6 separate regions of the Mus musculus genome follow, and all the other regions are linked to region 4. A link is a contact called in public promoter capture Hi-C data. All regions are on one chromosome and are shown on one strand. Each heading gives the region's core, a stretch centred on a gene start, on an enhancer-like site or on the middle of the called end of the contact. The rest is flanking DNA. Distances are from core to core; before and after follow the strand shown. Region 1 holds the start of Arvcf (armadillo repeat gene deleted in velocardiofacial syndrome). Region 2 holds the start of Gnb1l (guanine nucleotide binding protein (G protein), beta polypeptide 1-like). Region 3 holds the start of Vpreb2 (pre-B lymphocyte gene 2). Region 4 holds the start of Ece2 (endothelin converting enzyme 2). Region 5 holds the start of Tbx1 (T-box 1). Region 6 holds the start of Slc25a1 (solute carrier family 25 (mitochondrial carrier, citrate transporter), member 1).

Region 1 (3,784 bases), core at 890-3,389, 2.3 Mb before region 4:
CATTCTCTCCCATTTGAGTCTGGCTCATTGTTCATTCCTCGAATGGGAGCTCACCACTTTTTGTAAACACCTTTTTAGGATTTAAGTGCCAACTAGTTAGGAAGTTCTTCCTGACAAACACTTCCTCTCTGTGGCTTTCCCCAGCACTATCCCTACAGAAATGGCCAGCAGCTGGATGGATAAGGAGGATGGGGGGGGGGGAGTGGGGGGGGGAGTGGGGGGGGGGGAGACAGACAGAGCAAGAAACACACACACAGTGAGAGAGAGAGAGACAGAGACAGAGAGAAAGACAGAGAGACAAACAGAGAGACAGAGAGGCAGAGAGAAGGGGGGAGATATTCATTATTGGCCCTGGTAAGGAGACTGTAAGATAGCAGCCCTGAAACCTATCTGAGCTGTCTCTATCCACCCTGATTTCCTCTATGCAGCTGATGATCAGGCTCTAAAGCAGCCAGGTCTCTAAAAGGGGACATTCCTACACTGGGAGGCTATGTCTCCCTTTTGCCCTCTTCTAGCAGAGAAAAACCTGTTCAGCCTCTGTCCCATCAGCAAGTATGGGGAAGTGGTATGATCCAGAGCTATGGGGTCTTCAAGAGAGGTGCTCCAGGATGAGTACGGGCCAGGGTAGAGCTGGATTGACTAAATCCACTTCTAACTGAGGAAAGAGAGTCCCCACCACACAGCAACTTAACCAGAAAGACAGCTGTAGTTAGTAGAGAGCTGTAGTTACAGCTTTACCTAGAGAGAGCTACCTTCTTGGAAGACTCTGCTTTCTTAGAGTTGCTCACTCTGCCTTGCCAGAGCTGCAACAATATCTCAATACCAGGATGCCAAATGGTGTTCATTTCAAGTAGCAATACCAACGGATTAGTAGCAACTGCCTTGACTCTGAAAAGCTCCTGGTATCAATTTGTATTGTAGGCGACCCAGAAGTGAGCTCCTGCTCCAGGCATTTACTTTCTTTGTCTTCACCAAGCAACCCTTATTGGGTGAGCACACTGGACTCAGCATAGGTGGGTGAAATATGACCATCTGGGTAGACCCCCTACACACACAAACGCACACACACACACACACCCTGGCCTCCATTAGCACTATCTGTAAGGGGCCTTGGGAAACACCGACAGCCCAGAAGAGTTGCTCATTTCCAGTGCACTCAGGATAAGAGGCTTCTGAGCAAGCACAGGCCAGATTCATTTCCACAGTCTGCACTTCCATCTCCTGTTTATGTTACAGCATCCCCCGTGGGTCCCCTCCACTGCCTTATGTCACTGCAGAGATGTGTTTGGTGTGCTTTACCTAGTAGGGAAATATGTGTTTATCTTTTCAGGCAGTGGATAAAGCTCCTTGATATTTCTCCAAGACTCAAAGCAGGGCAGAGGAAATCGGGACACCAGGGTGTAGTGGGGAAGAGATAAACACATAATTCCCCTTTCCCGGGAAGAGGACGCTTTTCATTGCCCCGGGGAAAGAGCAGTCTCATGCAGCTGTAGGGAGTGCCCAAAGGCTCTGTAAATACAGGCTTCATAGAAGAAAAAAAGCTCTAGTTTTTCTAGAGTCTGCTTTTGCCCTCAAAATCACTGCAACCATCCCCACTTTGTACCAGCCTAGCTGACCTTGTTCGTCCTTGCTGCAGGGGTTATGGGGACAGTGAGAGAGCCCCCAAGGCTGGAAGTCCAACGACTGGGTTCACGCCCTGGTTGCCTAAAGCCTCAATTTTCTATCTGTAAAATGGGATTTATCTTTACACTTGCGGAGTGTAAGATAAATACCATTCTATGCCAATAGAAAGGAATCGACGCTCAATGTCCGGTTAACAGCAGGATACCTGGGAACTTGGGGTGGAGATGGAGACAACGCTGCTGGAATCCGGGAGTGACCGCCTGCCCTGCAAGTTCCAGCTCAGGGCCTACTATCCCCAGAACTCCTCTGAAGATGGCCGGGAGGGGGCAACTCCGAGCCTCCTGCAGCTGCTGCAGCCACAGCATTCCGGGCAGGTGTCAGGGCCTGCTCTGCTAGGGGGCCGACCTGGGCTAAGACTGACAATACCAGGAACCCAACAGCAAGCCGCAATCTCTGCACATCCATCCAATCGGTGCGGGTTGCGGGGCGCGTCTCTCTACCAATGGGAAAATTCGCAGTTGGATGGGGCGGGGCGGAGGCCTCGTCTCCGGCCAGGTCCGCTTTGCGCACGGGCAGCGGGAGGGGTAGGAGGGCTAGCCTGCTTGCTGGCTGCTCCAGTAGGGGAGGAGGAGTGTTCCCCCCCTCACCTCCTCACAAGCACAAGTTGTGGCCCCGGGAGCCACTTTCGGTGCTGGGCGCTGGAGAGGCCGCTCCCCGCGCACCGGGGGACCTGGGGACGCCTGTCTTGGGGGCGGAGGCCGCGCTGCGGAGCCGCCCACGCCGCGCGCCAGGTGAGCTCGGCCGGGTGGGCGGGGTCCGGCTGTGGGCCTGGGGCTGGACACTCGGGCCCCGGCCAGGATTAGGGGTAGGTCCTGGGGGAGCGAGCTGGTATAGTGTCTAGACTGAGATGCGGACTAAGATAGGGACAGGGTCCTGGGCTCGGACTTTAGGTCTGGGTGGGGCTCGGAAGCTGGTTCTTCTGCTCACCCGCGCTCTAGCACACGACGGGTCCCCAGAGACCCGGGTGGTTGGGGGCGGGTCCCTTTGTGCATGACCTCAGGGCTCTGTCCAACCTGGCTACGGCGCCGGCTTCAGCCTCCGGGCTGTTCAGCCTCCGGGATGAACTGGACCCAGCTCCCACAGCTTTGCCCTCCGCGAGCCACTGCAGAGCCTGCAAGCAGGGACCCGACGGCTATGGAAACTTTACCAGGACTCGGGCGGCGAGGCTGGGGAACTTCCCGGGGTGGTACGGCTGTTGGTGAGCGCAGGGTCTTGGCGATGCCAAGGGAATGTCCCTACGCAGCGACGATGCTCCTAAGGCCTCACAAAAGAGAGAGGAGGCGCTGCTGGGAATCCCTTGTCTGGTGTCCCTGCTTGAATCTCCTCCCTAGATACCCCTACATTCCTCAGTGGGACACCAGCCCTGGAGAATATGCAAGTCTGGAGTTGCTCTGCTTCAGGAGGCCTGGATACCATGGCTTTCCCCTTTTAATTTTTAAATAATTAAATGCTACTTATATTCAATATTTAACTATTTGTTTCAGTGTCAGGTATCAGTGTCTAAGGTACTAGGGGACTGTCTCTGAGGATTCAGACATTTAGAAATGATGGAAAAGAAAGAAAATGCTTCTGTTTGTGTTAACTCTTAGGCTAGACTCTTAATGTGGGCTAACAATCCGAAATGCAAAACACATGCTTACTTTTATAAAGCTAAGGGATGGAGCCATACCCAAATTGTCTTTGGGAATATCTTTTCCCTAAGTAGGACCAGCTATGCATTGAGTGCCTGTAATTCCACACTGGGATCCCCAGTCCTTCTACCTCTCTTTTGGTCCAGGACCCGGGTAGTCTATCCAGAGCAAGTGTTGCCTGCTTTGGGGAGTGTCTCAGGATCTTGAGGATATACCAGGATGTTGAAGTTGGTCCCTGTGTTCTGAGGTTAAGTTTGCTTCAGAAACAGGTGGTCTAGAGAGATATTAGCTATCTGAAAAGGCCTGAACCTACAAGTTTGTGTCATCTGAGGTATTTGATGCTTCTTGTTGTCTATGACCACTTTCCATTTGGGGTCAGGCAGGAAAAACTTGGCATGATGACAGAGGTGCTTCCGAGCACGGCCAAGCCAGTGCCCACTTGGGGCCTCTTAGATGTGCCATCCTCAGCA
Region 2 (4,137 bases), core at 987-3,486, 2.1 Mb before region 4:
GGGGGAGAGAGAGAGAGAGAGAGAGAGAGAAAGAGAGAGTTCCTTCTTCCATTGTCCTTATATGGTCTCCAACAGAAGGTGTAGCCCAGATTAAAGTTGTGTGCCACCTTTAATTCCAGATGACCTTGAACTCAGAGATCTCCGGGTCTTAATCTTCTGGAATTCATAGCCACTATGCCTCAAGATCTCCATATCAAGATCCAGATCAGAAACTTCTATCTCCCAGCCTCCAGATTAGGGTCACTGGTGAGCCTTCCAATTCTGAATTGTAGTTCATTCCAGATATAGTCAAGTTGACAACCAGGAATAGCCACTACAGGTGGTTTTGATACAGATGCCTGAGTATATAGACCAAGCTGGTCTGGAATTCATAGAAATCCACTTGCTTCTGCCTCCTGAGTTCTGGATTAAAGACTGGCTTAAAACAATGTTTATGCCGGGCGTGGTGGCGCACGCCTTTAATCCCAGCACTCGGGAGGCAGAGGCAGGCTCATTTCTGAGTTCGAGGCCAGCCTGGTCTACAAAGTGAGGTCCAGGACAGCCAGGGCTATACAGAGAAACCCTGTCTCGAAAAACAAAACAAAACAAAAAAAAAAACCAATGTTTATTTTTATATGGATGAGTGCTTCTGCATGCATGTAATATGTGAGCTCTGTATGTGCTTAGTGACCGGAAACTAGAAAAAAATCATACATTGGAAGTGGAGTTATGGATATTTGTGAGCCACAGTGTAGGTGCTGGCAAACAGACTGAGGTTCTACGCAGGAGCCGTCAGTGCCTTCTCTCCAGTCTCTCAGTCAGCACTTAAAAAGAAGGCAATTCAGGTACATACTACAGCATGGATGAACCCTGAAAATATATGAAATTAAATACATTCACAAATGGACATTTCATGAGCACCAATTACATGGGGTACACAGTCAAATTCAGACTGCAAATGGTGGGAGCTCAGGGTTTGGAGACGAGGAGTCAGTGCTTAATGGATAGTTTCTAGTGTGATGAAATAGTTTTGGATATGGTGGCAATAGTTGCACAGCCTCGAGAATACATTTATTAATATTACTACTGAACTGTATGCTTTACAATGGTTACTATGTTAACTTTTGTCGTGGACATTTGAGGTGATGCCCTAAAATAAAACCCAAAAGGTGGCCGGGCGTGGCGCACACCTTTAATCCCAGCATTTGGGAGGCAGAGGCAGGTGGATTTCTGAGTTCGAGGGCAGCCTGGTCTAAAAAGTGAGTTCCAGGACAACCAAGGCTACACAGAGAAACCCTGTCTCGAAAAACCAAAAAAAAAAAAAAAAAACAAGAAAACCCCCAAAAGGCAGTTTGGAAAAAGGCCGACAGTTGGGTAGTCTTTTGCACAAGCCTGCTGTTCACTATTAACTGGCTAAAGCTGCTTGGGCCTGAGGGTGATTGGAATTCACAGAAACAACCCTTCCCTTAAGGGAGGAAGTTTAAATTATCAGGTCAATTAGAAAAGATACAACTGAAAAAAAAAAAAAAAAAGCTAAGTTTCATTCACACTTCAAGGAGGTGTTTCCTGGCTGGGTGCCACTTTTATTGCTTTTGGCCCGAGCTACTGAAAGGCCCACAGACCCTTGGAAGGTACAATGTGATCTTTGATTCCCCTTTCAAGGATCAAAGCCAGTGCGTTTGGGTGTAAATGCAGATAACATTTCAGAGATCTTTCATGAAAGGAGTCATCAGAGCAGGGAAAACAGGGAGGTGGTGTGTCATGTGTGTGCTTGCTTTCAGATGGGATGCAGCAAAGCCTTCTGTTCGTGGTCCAAGACCCATCTAAACACATGTCCTGGTTGTGGGATGGATGACACTACAAGAACACAGAGGAGCTACAGGGACAAGCCATGCATATGCATGTGAGGGGCACACAGGCTCATTTCCTGGCCTCTCTAAAGTGACAGTGCTGCGTAGCGCGCTAGCTTGCTTGCCTGTAGCTGCTAGGCATTGAAGAGGAGGGACAAAACACACACAAAAAGACAGACACTTGCCACTCAGAGAGAAATACTCCCCAGGCCCGAAGGCTCAGCAGCCACTCAGTACCGGAGGCCTGATGACGCCCTTAGCCTTTAGACCCAAGCCGGCTCTGGGTAGTCCTCCAGGACTCACAACGCATGAGAACCGCCCCCTGCCTGCTCCAGTGGGACCCAGGACCACCCAGCACCTGCGCACCGGGCCTCTCCACTTAGTACGGTGCGCGCGCTCCCATCAGCCTCCGCGCTGGCGCGCTGGCGCGGTGTGACCCTCTGCGAGATGGAGGCCTCGCTGTTTACGGCGCAGGCGCGGTGGGCCGAACGTGCGCGCGCAGCCCCGCGGGAAGGCTAACTTGGGGCGTGCGGAGCGCCAGAGCCGGTACGTCGGGGGTGGCCGCGCACGCCGAGGGGGCGTGGCCGACGAGGTGGCAGCAAGACCCTCGGGTCCGGTTGCGTTAGGCTCGGATCTTCGCGGCGGGGTCTGTGTGGAGGCGTGAGGTGGGGAGCCGGCGTAGGGGCCCTGTCTTGAAGAGTCCCGTCCCCGCTCACCTGATCTCGCTCTTCCCTTTGCAGGTGGCGGTGGGATCCTGCCCTCGGAAGAAGCCCCTCTGCCTGGTGTTCTCCAGCGGAGCCTCTGATCCTGGCGGCCCCTCCTGGCGCAGTCCTAGGTAGGTGGACTTAGTTGTCCCGGAGCTTAAGAGCTGAATGTCCTGCATGGCGTTTCTGGCGGGCGGGCGGTGCAGGTAGTCTGTCCTCCACTCACATGGTGGCTTTGGGCATGTTCTGTTCCCGGGTCTCCTGGGTCTCGGGAGCAGAGAACTTCGGAGGAAGAGTACCGTGCGCCGCGGCCCTGCGTCTTCTTCTAGATTGTTGTCCAGCCCGGGAAAAGGAACGAAATTACCTAGTGCCAGGCAGGGAAGGCGGAGAGAAGCGAGAGAATTCAACAGACAGGCATGCTGAGGGCATGAGACCTCAGCATGGGATGGATGATCATGAAGCTCAAAAAGCTAGTGACTATCTCAGTAAGGAAGCAGCAGAAGTTGACTGCTCGCGCAGGGGTAGGGGCTCTTTTCCTAGGTTGTCAGGGGCACTCAGGTAGGCAGATAAAATCTAAGGTTCGAAGTTGGGGCAAGAGGTCTTGGTGGCACATGGGCTCTGGGCATGCAACATGGTGTTTGTGGGCAGCCTAACTTTGGGGAGTGGGGCCTGGCTTGTGGGAATTACTCACTGAGAGACTGGGTCTGGCTGATAATTATGGTGGGAATCCCAGGTCAAGGGCTGGGCTTTCAGGTGTGAGTCAAGGGTCTACCAGAGATGTTCTGAAATGCTTGGGTGGTAGAAGTAGGTACTGGGGGTGCTGACAGCTGAGTGTTACAAGCCAGTTGGGAGGTGCTGGTGAAAGATGAACCTTGCTATGCCTTTTTGGAGAAACTGACTCTGGATTTGGGGTAAACACATGGAAAGCCAGGTGTGAAGGCATGTGCAGAACTTGGTGCTCCTAGGAGAGAGTTGCGGAGAATTGGGCTAGGTGTATAGGGATGAAGAGAGTTGAGAGGAGCTCTCCAAGTGGTGGGCTTCCCTCCCTAGAGAGATTGGAGCAGAGTGTGAGAGTCCAGGTGGGTTCCTTGTCCTCCTTCCTTGCCTGGCCTCTGGTGACCATAGCTTGGAATACAGATAGATCCAACCACAGAAGGCACTTTCCAGGCTCAGCCTGTGTGCTGGAGGTCACAGGAGGAGGCCTCCAAGTGGAATCAGAATTTCACTTGTGGAGGTGAGGGTGCTTGGCTATTGACTGGGATGAAGACGAGGGACAGGTGCTCAGGATTGGGTAGCTTTGCCTGCAGGTGGTCTCTCTGGAAATGCTGGGAGCAGGAGGAGACAGATAAGCAAGACAGTTTTGTAATGCCTCTGTCTGCCAGGTGTGCCTGGTGCTGTGTGTGCAGGGGTGTTTTGGTGTGCTCTGTTCTTATTAGTTTACAGTGCTGAGGCAGCCAGAGCCCACTCACTCCACTCTGAAGTAGTAGAAGGGTAGTCCGTAACCTTCAAAGTGATCTGTGGCTAAGCTCGTCTCTGCAGCCAGGTTCTGTTCCTCTACTATCATTTACTAGTTGGTGTGTGACTGCATACACATCACTTTGCCG
Region 3 (3,899 bases), core at 1,007-3,506, 2.6 Mb before region 4:
AGGTCCCCACTCCTCTCCCTTCCCTCAATAAACTTCTTTTACAGCAGATCTGTTGTATGGCTTCATTTCTCATGGGTACCCCTTAGCACCAAATATACCCCCTCATGGCATTATATTTCATAACACCAGAACCCTCTCTTGTAGTGTCTAGGAGGCTTCAGACATTTCCCTTCACATGTGGTATCCATTTGAGGCCAATCATTCCAGATGGGTGGTATGAGGGTCCTAGAAGGAGAGATTAAGTCTGTAAAAACAAGGTTGAGACCAGGGTGTCTGTATGGTTGGGTGTGGGGCCAGGGTGTCTGTATTTTGGACGTGGTTCCTGGCTCCTCTGTTCTCCACCACATTTCTTTTCTGAGAATCATCAGGACCAGAAATCTCTAATTCTGTCAGCAGTGAGAGGGAACCACAGGTGGAGGAGGAGGTCTGGTTGTAGTGTTGACATTCACAAGCAGGACCATCTTCAGCTCTGATCCTGAAGTTCTTTGTGGGAGCCAGGCAGTACTAGTACCTTTTACAAACACAAGCCAAACTCATGGATGGACTAGTGGAACAGAGATGAGTGAATGACTGAGTGAATGACTGACCATAGTTTTTCTCTCATTCTGGAACTGAGTATCCATGGTTCATTCTATGCCTCAAAGCATGTGTGAGAAGGTAGGAGCAACAGGTCAGGCATGGTTACAACCATGACTGGACAAGGCTATTCAAAGTGCCCTGTGTCTGCAGAGGTCTTCCTACTCTTCTTTGGTGCTGATGATATTGGTCTGTGAGAATGCAGGTAGAATAGATTCCAGCCTTGGCCCAGACATAGGTTCATTTATTCAGGTGGACCCCATCATGTGTGACTGGCAGACAAGATGACTCAGTGTTATTTGGTACATGAGGAGTCACATAGGCAGCAGAAGGGTTCAAGGGTAGGGAAACTCCAGCTTTTTGTAGGAGAATGAGCATGTGGGAGAGGCTCTTGGGGACACTCTGGAGTCACTTTGGCTATGGTTTGAATATGTGTCTTCTAACATTCACAGGCTGAAATAGGAACCCTCAGGGTGATGGGGAGAGGGCAGGGCCTTTGAGGATTGTAAGTCTTTATAAGAGGGCTCCACATAGCTCCGTTTCCCTTGTCATGTGAGGTCAGAAACAGGTGCAGCCTCCGGAAGCCAGAAAACAAGGCTTCAGCAGGAGCTGAAGATGATCCGAAAGACGAAGGAGAGAATGATCTGGAGCCCTGAACTTGGACTTTGCAACTTTGAGATGTGTAAAAGATAAGCTTCTGTTGTTTATTTGATACCTGATGGATAACATCTTATTACTGTAGCCAACACAGAGTAGGATATTTCTGTATCCATTTTCTAAGGCTGCAGGGGATAAGGTTCTGCATGCTAAATGGTTTAAACAACAGAAATTAACTCTCTTCTATCTCTGAAGGTGGGAAGTCTAAAGTCAGGGTGTCAGCAGGTTCTTCCTAAGCTTTCCAGAGAAAGGACCTGACACAGGATGTCTCAGCACAGAGATGGAGACCTTCTCCTGACCTCCCTCAGCCACAGCATCTTTACAACTTTTCTGTTTTCAGGTCCCGCCCCCCATCTCATTTAAGCTTAATTATTTCTAATAGCTCCTAAATGCACATATAGGTCCACTGGAGAAAATGGCTTCACTGTAAGATGGAGATACAGTTTAGTTTGTCGTAGACACATGTGCAGTGAGCTGAGTGTGGGAAGGCAGGAAGCTAGGCCCCCTGCTATTTTCTCTTTTTTAAGCCACTTTGTTCTTGGTGGGGAAGATTCAGGTTGCAGGCTCTTCTGGAGCTCAGAAGGAATCAGAGCGTTCTCCTCTTTCTGAGACCCCAAATTTCCTGCTGTATGAAGACATGGTTTTTATTAACCTCTCATTCCATTCACCAGGCATTTAAATGTGAACTACAGATCTGCTTCTGTGGGGCTCAGCCTCTCAGGGGGAGTTGAGGTCACTCTCCCTCAGGGAGATGAGCCCACAGTCCTGGGTTCTGGCCCATGACTTTCCAGCAGGTGCTTCCTCCCAGAATGCTTCCCTGGGTCAAACCCAGAGCCACAAAGGCTTCCATTAGACCATTCTGGTAAGTGACAGAGTTACAGAGCCCAGAAAACCTGGGAGGGTGGTGAGCAGGAACCAGGGGTGCAGTGACCCTCTCCCCAAAGCAGGAAGGAAAGTGCTTCCCAGCTGGTCAGGTCCCAGGAGCAGTGGCTGTAGGGGGCAGGGTGCTGCAGGTCTGGAGCCATGGCCTGGACGTCTGTCCTGCTCATGCTGCTGGCCCACCTCACAGGTAAGGGAACTCTTGGGGTCCAGGGCTTCCTTGCTCCTCCTGTGGCCTTGCTCTGCCCCAGTGATGGACATGCTTCTATCTTCTCAGGTTGTGGCCCTCAGCCCATGGTGCATCAGCCACCATCAGCATCTTCTTCCCTTGGAGCCACCATCCGCCTCTCCTGTACCCTGAGCAACGACCATAACATTGGCATTTACAGCATTTACTGGTACCAGCAGAGGCCGGGCCACCCTCCCAGGTTCCTGCTGAGATACTTCTCACACTCAGACAAGCACCAGGGTCCCGATATCCCACCTCGCTTCTCCGGGTCCAAAGATACGGCCAGGAACCTGGGGTATCTGAGCATCTCTGAACTGCAGCCTGAGGACGAGGCTGTGTATTACTGCGCTGTGGGGCTCCGGAGCCACGAAAAGAAGAGAATGGAGAGAGAGTGGGAAGGAGAAAAGTCGTATACAGATTTGGGATCTTAGGCTCTGGAGACATTCAGACCCTGAACTGAAGACAGAGCTTGCTTTGCTCGGCTAGTCTGGTATGGGAAGGAGGGGTAGAATGTGGGGCTTTGCAGAGCCTAGAAGATGGAGTTATGCAGCTTTTCCTTGTTCTGCGGTGTTGCTATGAGCCCCCATCGGAGGCTGGATCGTAGAATTAAAGCTGTTTTTACTGAGTTTGGTCTGGCTGGTTTGTGATCTCAGAACCAGTTAAAGAGCTGGCTAGGTCAAAGGTCATGCTCAGTTTGGCCAGGTACCCATCTCTGAGGCAGAACATTTGTCTGAACCCTATTGTTATGATCACGGGGCAAATGGATGATAAAAGCATCTTGGAGGGGGACCTTCTTGCAAAGGACGGGGTCTCCTGTTGTCATCTCCACAGTTACCGAGCAAAGGAGCCCAGCAAATGCCATCCCTGAGCCTCTACTTTGGGGGAGAGCAGGTGCCAAGTGACAGGTGTGGAGCAGGTTCCCCTCATTGTTACTAGTGATGGTTTGGGATGGACAGACCTTTGTCATGTGCAATGTAGGTGTGGCCTCTGCTCCCTGATGCAGTACACAGCACATGCTCTCCAATGTGAGCCATTCCCCAGATGGCTCCAGAATAGCCATGAAGGCCCCAGGGTTATCAAGATGCATCTACCTTCTCTGCAGAGGAATGATGGGCTAGCCAGCATTTCCCCAAAGGCCGGGTGTTACCAGCCTTGGCTTTGTGGACCATCCTGACTGTGTTGAAATATCCAGTTCTATCTTTAGAGCAAAGAAGCAGCCATAGATGATGCTTTAAGCTAACTTAAAGAGAGAGGCCGGAGCCGGGCATGGTGGCACACGCCTTTAATCCCAGCACTCGGGAGGCAGAGGCAGGTGGATTTCTGAGTTCGAGGCCAACCTGTTCTACAAAGTGAGTTCCATGACAGCCAGGGCTATACAGAGAAACCCTGTCTCAAAAAACAAACAAACAAACAACAAACAAAACAAGAGAGAGAGGGGGGGGCAGGCAGGGCAGAATGTGGTCCTTACCACAGAAGGCCAACCTTGCTTGGGAGGTGTGGGTTAGAATGGTGCCCATGTCCAGTCTGCCACCACAGGGCTAGGGGGGAAGGGAATTCA
Region 4 (3,739 bases), core at 1,026-3,525:
TAAAAATTTTTTAAATGTTACTAATAACTTATTTAGACAGATTCAGTCACTATGTGGGCCTGACTGTCCTGGAATTCAATCTGTAGACCAGGTTGGCTTGAGTTCACATAGGTCCACTGGACTCTGCTTCCCAAGTGCTGGCATTAAAAGTGTGAAGCACCATACTCAGCCAAAATAGACTTTATTTTAAACACCTTATCCCTGAAAACATTATTTGAATTTTTTATTTTTTTAAAATATAATTTATTCTTTTTTGTTTTGTTTTTCGAGACAGGGTTTCTCTGTATAGCCCTGGCTGTCTTGGAACTCACTTTGTAGACCAGGCTGGCCTCGAAATTTAATTTATTCTTATTTTATGTGTACGGATGTTTTGCTTATGTGTGTCTGTGAATCATGTACAGTGCCTGCAGAGCCCAGTAGAAGGTGTTGGAGCCCCTAGAATTTGGATTACTGAAGGTTGTGAGCCTTTACGTGGCTGCTGGGAATTGAACTTAGGTCCTCTGGAATAGCGGCCAGTGTTCTTAACCATTGAGCCATCGATGCAGGCCCAAAATAAGTTTTTTTTTTTCCATTTTTTATTAGGTATTTAGCTCATTTACATTTCCAATGCTATACCAAAAGTCCCCCATACCCACCCACCCCCACTCCCCTACCCACCCACTCCCCCTTTTTGGCCCTGGCGTTCCCCTCCAAAATGAGTTTTTTAAGGTCCCAAATAATCTGGAGGTAGAATACCTATTAGCGGGTGCACGGCCCTTGGTTTAATACCCAGTATCTGGAGAAAACCAGATTGACTCACAATACACTCTTTATGTGCAGTTACTGTTCTTTTTAATTACGGAAACACAAGTTGAGCTAGATACCTTTTTTTTTTTTTTTTGCTGTTGTTTGTTTTGAGACAGGGTTTCTCTGTGTACCCTTGGGTCCTCTGAAACTCACTTTGTAGGCCAGGCTGGCCTTGAACTCAGAGATCCAACTGCCTCTGCCTCCCCAGTGCTAGAATTAAAGGAGTGTGCCACCACTGCCTAAATACTACTCTTATTTCCATTTTACAGATGGGGAAACTGAGTCTAAACCCAGAATTGTTCATCCTAACAGTGACACTGTGCTCTGTCTTGTTTGAGAACATGCAATTTGGGGATGGAACAGTTCCTAAGAAAGCAGTCTAGCACTTCTCAGCCAAATCCATTCATCTTGCATCGTTTCTCAGTCTCAAGAATAGCCCACGCTAGCACCACTTGCAATAAGATGTCTGAGAACTTAGGTGTGAATCAATAAATGAGTATCCATTGCCACTCACTACTTAAGGCTGCCTCAGATCACGGTTTGGTATTCTCCTGGTTAGGGAGAGGAAGAGGAGGCAATGCTTTGGTGTCCCCGTTCCCTCCGCAGCACTGTAAAAAACATGAGGCACTCCTTGGCGCAACAGACTGTAACACTCGCCTGCCTGTTTAAGGAATGACAATATGGAAGGCAGATGGTGATGCATGGATACCACACTGTTGCGTTTCAGTTAAATATTGCTTGGTGATTTTTTTTTTCCCTCTTGTAAACCTCCCAAATAAAATCGCTTGCCTTCCTGAGTTGGAAGTGTTAGCATGTCTTTTCTTTAAATATCTGTGCATGGCTGTTTTTTTCCCTGCCAATTTGTCACCATCTGTAACCCTCCCTTTATGAGATGATCCGATGACGGCAATTATCTTGGAGAGTGAAAGTGCCATCTTGAAGCAATGTGTAAGAGCGGCATTAGTGTGAGCTGTGTGTATAGTGCATGCTGCCGTAACACTTGGTATGTGCTTGTGTGTATCCCCAATGACAGTGGGCTTTTCTGTATATACATTGTGAAAATTCAGAATAGTTGCTTTAGAGTTTCTTTGTGCTTGGAGCCTTGTGCTGTTGTAGATATCCTATGGACACCTGTATAGAGGTGAACTGCCTGTGGTTTCCTGCTGTAAAAAAAAAAAAAAAAAAAAAAGACCCTGCAGACATTCTGCTAGGTAAAGGGGTTCCTCTCTGGGACATAACTCCTCTATGGTGTTTAAAAGTATTGAAGGCCTGAAATTTGGAAAGTCCGGGTTAAAAAAAAAAATTAGCAATGATTGGGCCTCAACCAAATGGAAGCAAATTATGGGTGGCTTGCCTGAGGGGCTCTCAGGCTTGATGGAGAGCAGCGGTTGCGCGGAACGTGGTCTGGGCGCGGATGCTGGCGGGGAGCCGCGCGCGCTCCGCCCCTCCCCCTCGCTCCCACCCCCGGGCGCGCCGCTGGGTCGGGGAGACCTGAGAAAGCCGGGCCGCCGCGGCCAAGCCAGGGGCTGCAGCAGTGACTGTGATGGAGGGCAGCGGCGGGGTTCAGCGGGTGGCCTGGGCCGTAGTTCCTGGGCGGGTCAACCTCGCCCAGCCCTAAGGCGCGGCCCGGCCTTGCTCCACTCCACCATGAACGTCGCGCTGCACGAGTTGGGTGGCGGAGGCAGTGTGAGTGATGGCCCTGGACTCCAGGGGAGAGGACCCGGGTGGAGAGGGCACAAAGTGTGGAGGGGCGGGTGTGAGTGAACTGGCAGCGTCTGGCTGGGACCCCGGCTTGCCTCGGTGATGGCGCTTCTTCTGCGGGTTGGAGAGGGATGGTGTCAGAGGGGACCCTAGTCTGAGAGTCTGACACCCGGGGAAGGTCCCTCTGTGCATGAAAGGAGGAAGCCGGTCCAGCGAGGGACACCCGAGCAGGGCCTTGGGCAGAAGGCCTAGCTGCCCAACCTCAGTTGGTGCTCCGAACTGTTTGCAGATGGTGGAGTACAAACGTGCTAAGCTTCGGGATGAAGAATCACCAGAGATTACAGTTGAAGGCAGGGCCACCCGGGACTCACTGGAGGTGGGCAAAGGGGTTCCCCTTTTCTCATCAGGCCTCACCTTTGGCATGATGCCTGCCTGCAGTAACCATGTGGCTGTTCTAGTGGGTCGCTTGTCCTGGTTTCCACTCCATCTCTGGCCTCTGCGCCAGGACTGTAGTGAGGCATTTCAAAGCCATGACGTTGCACAAAACAGGCTCCACCTGCCTCTTTGCTTTTGGGCCCGAAGTTAACCCCCACTCGCTATTTGCTCCATCACTCTGGAAACTGGCTGTACCTTCTTCATATCTTTATTTTCTGGGAGGACTTCTGCGATATTGGGTCCTTGCGATGCAACTCAATTGCGCCTGTCCTGTGTTCCCCAGGTGGGATTCCAGAAGAGGACAAGACAACTGTTTGGTTCACACACACAGTTGGAGCTGGTCTTGGCAGGCCTCATTCTAGTGTTGGCTGCCCTTCTTTTGGGCTGCCTCGTGGCTCTGTGGGTCCACAGAGGTAGGTGGGTTCACACCTGTTGGCAGCCCTCACAGCTAAGGGGGGCCAAAACCTGAAAGTCCTCTCAATATTTTTCTTTTTGGGGCTAGCCTTTCCAACTTCCTGCTGTCATCGGCTTCTCAAAAGGTTTTGCTTCTTCCACCCCGATTGATAGTCTCCTGCCTTCTGCCATGTCTCTTGCCACAGACCCAGCCCATAGCACCTGCGTCACAGAAGCCTGCATTCGAGTAGCTGGAAAAATCCTGGAGTCTCTAGACCGTGGGGTGAGCCCCTGTCAGGACTTTTACCAGTTCTCCTGTGGAGGCTGGATTCGAAGAAACCCTCTACCCAATGGACGTTCTCGCTGGAACACCTTCAACAGCCTCTGGGACCAGAACCAGGCCATACTGAAGCACCTACTTGGT
Region 5 (4,031 bases), core at 1,190-3,689, 2.0 Mb before region 4:
TGCCTGCCCCAGGGCCCAGAAGGTCGGAGACTGGATTTGGCGTCACTAGCCAGTGGCTTTAGGCACAGGGTGGCCCATGTTCCTTTTATTAATTACTGTTAATTGTCTGAGCAGCCCGGGCCCACCCTGCACAATCTTTACCAGCCACCCCACCTTTCCGGCCCAGCTCTGGAACTGAAGGTTCTCTAGAAATGGGGCAAGGGGACGCGACTGTCACCAGAAGTCATGGGTAAAGTGGCAGACCGCACAGGCCAAGGCATCTGAGCTGCCTGTTGCCAGAAGCTCAGGAGGCAGCTCAGAATATATAGGGTGGAATCTGAGTTAGGCAGGGCCGAGCAGGGCAGGAACAGTCTGTGGGGCAGCCAGTACAGGAGGACCAAGTCATGAGAGAGTTACTCGGCTTGGGTGGGTGGCATTTGAATTCTGTCAGCAGGAAGGACACCCCCACCCCGTCCCAGTCCCCTGGACACACAGTTAGTCTCAGTGGTCCCAAAGACTGGCTCACCGGTAGCGCTTGTCATCTACGGGCACAAAGTCCATGAGCAGCATGTAGTCGGCCATGGGATCCATTCCAAAAAGCTTCACTTGGAACGTGGGGAACATTCGTCTGGGGATGGGGTAGGGAGGTCAGGTCCCTCAGGTAGGGGAGTACAGGAACACTCTCCACTTTAACTTCTCTGGCCAGGCAGCCCCTAGCTCAGCCCTTCCTTCAGGTCTCTCTTTAAGCTGCTTTCTTGGCTCTCTAATCTCAAGTAGGCCCTTATCCAACCCTGGGCAAGGCAGCAATAGGTCAGGCCTCAGGTCCCTTTCTGAAACACAGAAATGGCTAACCAGGTGCCCAGCTGCAGAATTCCAACGCCTGTTCTGACTTCTTTGCTTACACAAACAGCCTTGCCCCAGGAATTCTGGAACTTTCTGGACCTTGCCTCAGCCAGCAGCAGGATAACTAAGATATGGGCCCCGGGACTTGTCTCCCCTTCTCAGAGCCTCCCTGGCTTCGTCCAACAAAGTGAAAGAATTCCCGGGTCCAACAAAGTGAAACCGGTGCAGTAGTGATCCCAAACATCCTCCCCCCAAGTCACACGGACACCCCAGCACTCCAGCCTTCAACTCTCAAGACCTGGCCAGAGCCTCCCCAAGAACCTGTTTGCAAAAGGCTCAGCGTATGTTTTCCTATTTCCTCCCTCTCCTCTAAATCCCTCCAGTGACATTCACGGCCCTCGTTTGCCTGCCCGGACCAGAAGGCCAAGCCGCTGTTGTCTTCAGGAGGCTGTGTTGGGTGGTATGGACAGCTAAAGAGCCTGGAGAAAATCCACAGAGCAGCAGCTAAGGACAGGCCTAAGTTCCCCAGGGAGGGCTGCACAGCAGGGAAACAGAAACCTCGAGAAGGCTTTGCAAACAGGCCCTGAGCCTCCTTGGCCACGGAGCTGGTGTGTACATTAGACACAACCCAGCACCCGCCTTTGTCTACTGGTCAAATCGGGAGCATCTGCAATTGTTCCTTTTTCCCTCTCGGCCCTGAAAACAAATAACCAGGCACTGGCACGGATACCCTGCCAGGCTTGTGAAGAACCGGGCCCACAAGCGGCCAAAATTGAGGCCCAGGAAAACCAGGTCTCGAGTTCCCGGAAAATGAGCGCAATGGCTTTTAAGGGTCTTAACTCTTTCCTAAAATTATCCATACACCTAGGGGATGTTTGCTCTTTGGATTGCCCTACATACTGAACGAAACCCACGCGGGAGTTTCCTAGGTGGCAGCTGCCTAACCGCCGCAGTCGGGCGCACATTCGGCCCAAAGATTTCCCTCGAATTCGAAGAGTCCCAGGACTCGCGGTTGGCGCTCCGCGGGTTGTCGCTGGAGCCGGGTCAGCAGAGAGGCCAGAAGGACTCGCAGGTGGCCCCGCTGCACCTTCATCCGCTTTTCAGCCGGGCTCCTGCGCATCCCTGACACGCAGTCAGAGGCACAGAACGCACGTGGACAGGGGCGCGGGGAAGGGGCGCCTGACCTGCCTGCCTTGGTGACGATCATCTCGGTGCCCAGCTGATTGAACTCGTCCCACAGCGCCTTCATCTCCAGCTGCACGCTCACGCTGGCCACCTTCGGGTTCTTCTTCACCGGAGCCTTGACCGCAGCCGCGCGGCTAGCCCCCGGACCCTCGGACTCCGCCGCCGAGCTGCCAGCCGCCCCGGGGGCGGGCGCGAAAGGATAGGCGCGCGGCGGCGGCGGGCCCGGGGCACCGGGGACTGCAGCGCACGGATCGTAGCGCGGTGGCGGCGGCTCGCGAGGGCCGAACGGGTCGGCGCCAGGCGACGGGGATCCCAGGCCGCTCAGACTGCTGGCTGCGAAGGCTGCAACGTCGCAGAAGTGCGAGAGCTGCGTGAGCCACGGACTAGACACGGCGGAGATCATGACCCGAAGGCCACCCGCCGCTGATCAGAGCGCCGTCCCGCGCGGCGGGCCGAGTGGCGGGCGCTGCGCCGCACGCGCCCCGGGCCGCACCGCCCCACCCCGCGGGCCGGCCCCGCGGAGCCGCCCCGCCCCGCCCCGCCCCGCCGAGACAATAGCCCGTGCCCCTCCCCCCGCCCCTCCCCCGCCGAGGCTCCGCGGGCCCGGGCCCCCCGACCGCTCCGACCGGCTCCGGGGACGACGGGCCGGTGCGCGGCCCTCCCCGCCGCCAGCGCGCTCTGGCTTTTCTTCTGTGCCAGACGCTCCCCAAGTTCTTCTTCCTCTACCTTTTGTGTCCCTGGTTTCAACTTCTCACATTCTGTCTCCTTTCTCTCGCTCCAGCTTCTTCTTAAACCCCCTGCCTCTCTCTTTTCTCGGTGTCACTCTCTCCAATTTCAAATTTTCATGTCTTCCCTTCCGTCTAACTTCTTCCTCTTATTTTTGTGTGTTCTCTACTATTCGTCTTTGCCCTTTCAATCGTAAATGAATCTTCAGCCTTTCTCTTGTTCTTTAATGAAGTTACATTTCTGTCTCAAGCTATCCTATCCTTCATTTTCTCTTTCGTTATCTTTATTTCCTTTGCGTGTATCTGCCTTTCTCACCTTTGTCATATTTTCTGTTTTCTCCTTTTTTTTCCCCTCTTGGCTGCTCTCATTGATTTGTATTTTTGGTTTTTGTTGTTGTTGTTGTTGTTTGTTTGTTTGTTTTTGTTCCCCCGCCCCCTCCTTTTACTGCGTTCCCTGACTCTTCTCTAACCATCTTTGCTTCTTCCAGCTCAAAGGCGCCCCTTCTTCAGACTTCAGAAGACTGCTCAATCCCAGAAGTTGGAGTCCTAGGATGGTGGGTGGACTGACTTTGGGGAATGCCGCCCTTTCTTCCTGTCCCAGAGTCCCAGCTTCAAGGTTGGAGCCCACCCGGCCTAGAGCTCCTTCCCACCCGCTGGGCCGCAGGGCCTCACAGCAGGGGACTGGCGGGCGGCCTGACAGTATAGACGCGGACAGAAGGGCTCACCTTCCATGTCCCTGGTGACTGTGCTGAAGTGCATCCCGGCTGGGGATCCTGGTAGCCGGCGAAGTTTCGCCCGGTCCGAGGGCCTGGGGCCCCGGTGGGCGGTGCCCTCCGAGGCCTCGGCTGCAACAAGAGAGGCGATGCTGAACGCGCTGGCCCGGGCAGACAGCGGGCTCCGCGCGTCCATAGGCGCCCGGGCCTGACCGGCGCCGCCTCCGACTGCGTACGCCCAGCCGCACCGCGCCCAGCCCAGCGCAGGGGGCCCGGGGGCGGGGGCCTGTGGTGCCACTCACAGCCGCCGGTCCAGGGCCCAAGGGATTATGGCGTCATGAGACCCCCCCCATTTTCAGCCAATATTAGCCCAGGAGTCCGAACATTTGGAGCACCCTGGAAATTCAGGGCCCTCCTGCCTTGTAAGCTCTCTGTCCCTGGTCTCTCCTCCCGGGGCCCTGTGTGACCAACGCCCCTTGAACATCCTGCAGCTTTTGCGGAGGTTGGGCGTCCCCTCTATTCGGCGAAGCCACCACCAGAGTCTACAGCCCCAAGAAGAAGCTTCTATGTCTCGAACACTCAGTCC
Region 6 (3,908 bases), core at 16-2,515, 2.7 Mb before region 4:
AGTTATGCTTTGAAGACTTCGCTCATGCTTTTATTACGCATGAGCCGCCACAGGAGACCCTTTCTGCCACCATTTACCACGAACCTGGTGCATATGTGTGGGGACCCTTCCCACCTTGACAGCCTCCATGGGGGCACATGCCATTAAAACCTGGGAGCCCGAAGATACCCTGGCTACCCCTGAAAGGCTCAATCCCTCACCTTGATGGTCTCCATAGGGCACACGACTACCACTGCTTCTGCCACGCCGGCACCCAGACCGCACAATAGTCCTCTCCTGCTGTCGAGCCTACCTTGGGCATCCCGCATGTGGTTGCTGAGGAACTCGAACATCCCAAACCTAATGAAGAAGACATGTGAGGGGGCCCGCTGCGGCCACTCCCTCCGGGTCGTTTCAACAGAGCAGAGTCTCACCTGACAGCCGCCTTGGGGATGGAGCCGTAGAGCAAGGAGCTGAGGCCGCGGTACAGGCCCAGGACGCCATGGCTGCGGACAGTTTGCCGCACGCAGTCTCCTACGGGAGGCGCGGTCAAGACCCTAGCTCCTCTGCTCCGCAGTGTCCCCCTAGCCACCCCCGGGAGTCCCTCCTTACCGATGCCCCGGTACCGCGGTGGGTTCGCTCGTTCATCTAGCTGCAGCTGCGTCTTCACGTATTCGGTCGGGAAGGTGATGCAGATTTCGATGCCTCCAGCCAGGCCGCCTGTGGGGACCAAATGCCTGGGGCTAGGGACACCCTTGCCCGGTGGACCCAGCCGCTACCGCTGCCACCGCTGCCGCCGCCGCGCGGCCCCTCCCCCGCCCGGACTTTGCCCGCGTCGCTGCCAGCGTCCCGACGATGCCCACGCCCCCACCCGGTGGTCTCCGCCTGGAGTGCCCAAGAGACTCTGAGCGACAGCAGACGAGTGGACTTAGGGGTCCCGGGTCGCAACCCCGACACCTCCGCCCCTCCGGAAGTTGGGCGGGGCCTGGGCGTCCCCGGCCCACCCGGAAGCGCTGTCGGACAGGCTCTGAGTTGGGGTTCCGAGTGACCCACCTGCTAGGATTGCCTTCCCGGGGTGCGTCAGTTTGGGCTTCCCGGACCCCGGCGCGGCGGCCGACAGAGCGCGGGGCCCGCGAGGCGCAGCCATAGCGGGCAGGAGGAGAGGCGCCCGGCGTCGACCTCGGGTCCGAGCCTCCGGCGCGGGGTTCTCGGGAAGCAGCGGAGCCGGAGGCTACTGAGACCACGACCAATTCTGGTCCGGGAGGCGGGGTGGTCACGTCAGCTCCCGGGCTCCGCCCCGCGTGGCCTGAGCTGAGCCCCGCCCACGCCACGCCCCGTGCCAGCCGGGAAACTGAGGCTTGGGCGGGATGCACTGGGGCACGCGTCGGGGCGGAGAGCTGAGAGCAGCCAATGGCCGGTGCTGGATTCCGGGGAGACGGAGAACCCCGCCGGAGGCGTGGTCTCCGGACAGCAACGCTAAGCCAAGGCGGGTAGCAGTGGGTCAAGGTGCAGTTTAGAGACACGTGCGTCTGGAGCGCGCCTTGGGGTTAAGGTGGGCCTCGAGATCCTGGGGGCGATGTAGGGACACATCCACCCCGGTGCGTGAATTCAGTCTTCTGAATTATTGTAATAACAGAGCTTGGCCTTCGTGCACCCTCCCGGGCAGTGCGATGATCACTCTGCCCTTCCCGGATTCGTCCGGAAACAGAATTTTCCTAGGCAGGTTCCCCCGACAAATGCAGGTTTCCCTTCCTTTCAGTTTCTAGCGAATCTTTGAAGGGCCTATTAAGTTGGCCTTTGTCCCGCCTACCCACACAATCACCAGGCAGAGCTGCTTTGCTCTGATAAACATGTTTTAATATTTATGGTCGGCAGGAGGCTCAAAGTCTTGAGAAGTCTTTGTTGCCACACATATCCTCAAAGCCGCCTGGAGGGGGCAGCCCTAGCCGGCTTGGGGTGAAGCTCCCAGGAGTCTTTGCAGACCTTTGGAGGCCTAAGGGTCCACCTCCCTGCTGTCTGAAAGGAAGCAGTCGCTGGGGGTGGTCAGTGATCTCCCCCAGCTCTGGGTTGGCTCAGAAGCTATCACAGGGCTTTAGCTAAAACAGAGTGCCCAGATATTGTACCTCCCAGTTGGAGTCCTTTGTGATTCCTTTCCCAGAAAAGGTTAAATGGGTTGAGGGTTGGGTGTGGACACATTACCCAGTATAAACAAAAGCACTCAAAGGAGGCTCCTTGTAGGCAGGCGCTGTAGAGTATTAATAGGGTAAGCCTGTAGGATAGCAGAGGAGAGCCTATAGCTAGTCTGGCTTCTGCTGGTTTTTTTTGGGGGGGGGGTCGGGTTGGGGGATTGTGGGTTGTAGTACTTGTACTGAATGCCATTGTGTGGTCGAGGGGCAGAAGGAACAGGATCAATTCCACTCATCAGAGCCTAAGGCACTGGGCCAGCAGATGTCTGGAGGCAAGGAGTATGGGGATGGCAGTTGGGGGCCAGTGGGAGGTTGGCCAGGCTAGAGGTGCAGCTGGAACACCCCCCCCCCCACACACACACACAACTGGACTCTTAGCTCAGGTAACAACAGCTGGTGAAGGCCAGCTGGCATCCTGTCCTCCTCTCCCACCAGTGTTAGTACTCACTACACCCAGTATATTCAGGATACAACAGCCTCTGAGGGCTTGTTCCATGCAATCCTGGGTGGGCTTTCAATTCAACGCCCTTTCTAGCACACGTGAGAAGGAACTCTCCCAGAGCCTGGTGGGTCACAGCAGCAGTCCACAGCTGGGCATGGAGGTAAGAAAAATGCTGGCTGTGCTAGTGTTTCTAGACACATGACTGCCACACTTGGTCACAACTGGGATCCTTCCCACCTCTACCTACCCATCTGGCACCAGGGCCCAGTGCCATGGATGGCCTTTGTCCCTCTCTACTTCAGGGTGCCAACTGCCAAACACTAGCACACATTAGAGTAAAAGCACAGCCCTCATGTGCTCTCCACATGTCCCTCTTGTTGCTCAGTCTCTCTCAGGCCCTGGGTTTGTCTGTCAGCAAGAGATGAGAGCACATGGTCTGGAGCTCCAGCTAACCATAGAGGGAAGGGCATGAAGACAGGATCCTCCAGGAGAATTAAAGCTGAGGGCATGCATGCTGGCATCTCTGAAGTCTGGGTGGAACCTGAGTTCTCTAGTGCTTTACCCATGGATCTCACTGCCAAGAGAGACTCAGGTCACACTCCATCTTCATTATATTGGCCTGTGCATATGGCTACCCATAGGCTAACACATCTTAGGGGAAAGAGAAGCTGATCTCCTATAGAGGCTGTTCCTACAGGGAGCTGCTGTCTGTGATCAGAGATAACTAAGGACCCTTGTAAATGTAACTGGTTTGTGTGTCCTGGCAGCTCATGCAGTGTGGCCCAGGCATGCTATGTGGATGGGACTCTTAGCTATAACAGGGTGCTGACCCTTCATTGGCCTCTTTAGGGGCCCTTAATAAGGGCAGGCAGCTTCTGGAGGGGCTGCAAACAGCTGCCAGCTCTAGCCTGCAAAGGCATTCAGGGCTGGCAGCCCTAGTCCAGGAGACCTGTTTATTTTCTAGTCTACACCAACTAGGATAGCGTCCCTGCCTCAGAATCAGAGTCTCAGGGTATGGCCTTGGGACCCACATGCTTGAAGCGGTCTTGGCACTCAGCAGTGGGTTAGAAAGTGCTCCTGAGAGATGGAATTTCCATAGCATTAGAAACATCCGTCTGGATCAGGTAGCACAGGTCCCTGGAGTAGAACTCTGATACCCAGGAAGGACTTTAAAATCATGCATCGTCACCTTGTCACCTCAGTGAGCTAAGTAAAGTCACCCTCCCCACCCCAACTGTTGAATGGAGTCATTAATTGATTTGTGTGGTAACATTACTACTAAGAGTTTGGCAGAAGGGCAT

The links. Promoter capture Hi-C pulls out the DNA fragments that hold promoters and counts their contacts.
Region 1: a contact with region 4 is called in a promoter capture Hi-C map of hippocampal neurons, with 5 times the contacts expected there. The contact joins the promoter of Arvcf here to the promoter of Ece2 in region 4. A contact is called at or near these places in 1 of 39 promoter capture datasets (hippocampal neurons) and 1 of 115 datasets of contacts at active chromatin or transcription factors (astrocytes).
Region 2: a promoter capture Hi-C map of pre-B cells shows a contact between it and region 4, with 2.9 times the contacts expected there. The contact joins the promoter of Gnb1l here to the promoter of Ece2 in region 4.
Region 3: a contact with region 4 is called in a promoter capture Hi-C map of pre-B cells, with 6 times the contacts expected there. The contact joins the promoter of Vpreb2 here to the promoter of Ece2 in region 4. A contact is called at or near these places in 2 of 39 promoter capture datasets (liver and pre-B cells).
Region 5: a promoter capture Hi-C map of liver shows a contact between it and region 4, with 5 times the contacts expected there. The contact joins the promoter of Tbx1 here to the promoter of Ece2 in region 4. A contact is called at or near these places in 5 of 39 promoter capture datasets (cranial neural crest, hippocampal neurons, liver and 1 more).
Region 6: a promoter capture Hi-C map of pre-B cells shows a contact between it and region 4, with 4 times the contacts expected there. The contact joins the promoter of Slc25a1 here to the promoter of Ece2 in region 4.

Annotation. Positions count from the first base shown.
Region 1 is chr16:18,346,043-18,349,826 of GRCm38.p6, forward strand. Arvcf (armadillo repeat gene deleted in velocardiofacial syndrome) reads left to right here and starts at 2,140. Exons shown (of 18, transcript NM_001272029.1): 1 at 2,140-2,414. It also overlaps a transcript of Tango2 not described here.
Region 2 is chr16:18,496,477-18,500,613 of GRCm38.p6, forward strand. Gnb1l (guanine nucleotide binding protein (G protein), beta polypeptide 1-like) reads left to right here and starts at 2,237. Exons shown (of 8, transcript NM_001081682.2): 1 at 2,237-2,375; 2 at 2,570-2,664.
Region 3 is chr16:17,978,309-17,982,207 of GRCm38.p6, forward strand. Vpreb2 (pre-B lymphocyte gene 2) reads left to right here and starts at 2,257. Exons shown (of 2, transcript NM_016983.1): 1 at 2,257-2,302; 2 at 2,390-2,772. The coding sequence starts at 2,257. The coding sequence ends at 2,772.
Region 4 is chr16:20,627,576-20,631,314 of GRCm38.p6, forward strand. It overlaps Ece2 (endothelin converting enzyme 2), which reads left to right and starts at 2,276. Exons shown (of 19, transcript NM_139293.2): 1 at 2,276-2,472; 2 at 2,777-2,863; 3 at 3,206-3,335; 4 at 3,522-3,737. The coding sequence starts at 2,434. Eef1akmt4-ece2 (Eef1akmt4-Ece2 readthrough) reads left to right here. Exons shown (of 20, transcript NM_177941.1): 3 at 2,777-2,863; 4 at 3,206-3,335; 5 at 3,522-3,737.
Region 5 is chr16:18,584,530-18,588,560 of GRCm38.p6, forward strand. Tbx1 (T-box 1) reads right to left here and starts at 2,440. Exons shown (of 7, transcript NM_011532.2): 1 at 2,007-2,440; 2 at 506-607. The coding sequence starts at 2,410.
Region 6 is chr16:17,926,954-17,930,861 of GRCm38.p6, forward strand. It overlaps Slc25a1 (solute carrier family 25 (mitochondrial carrier, citrate transporter), member 1), which reads right to left and starts at 1,266. Exons shown (of 9, transcript NM_153150.2): 1 at 1,033-1,266; 2 at 592-699; 3 at 414-513; 4 at 201-339. The coding sequence starts at 1,126.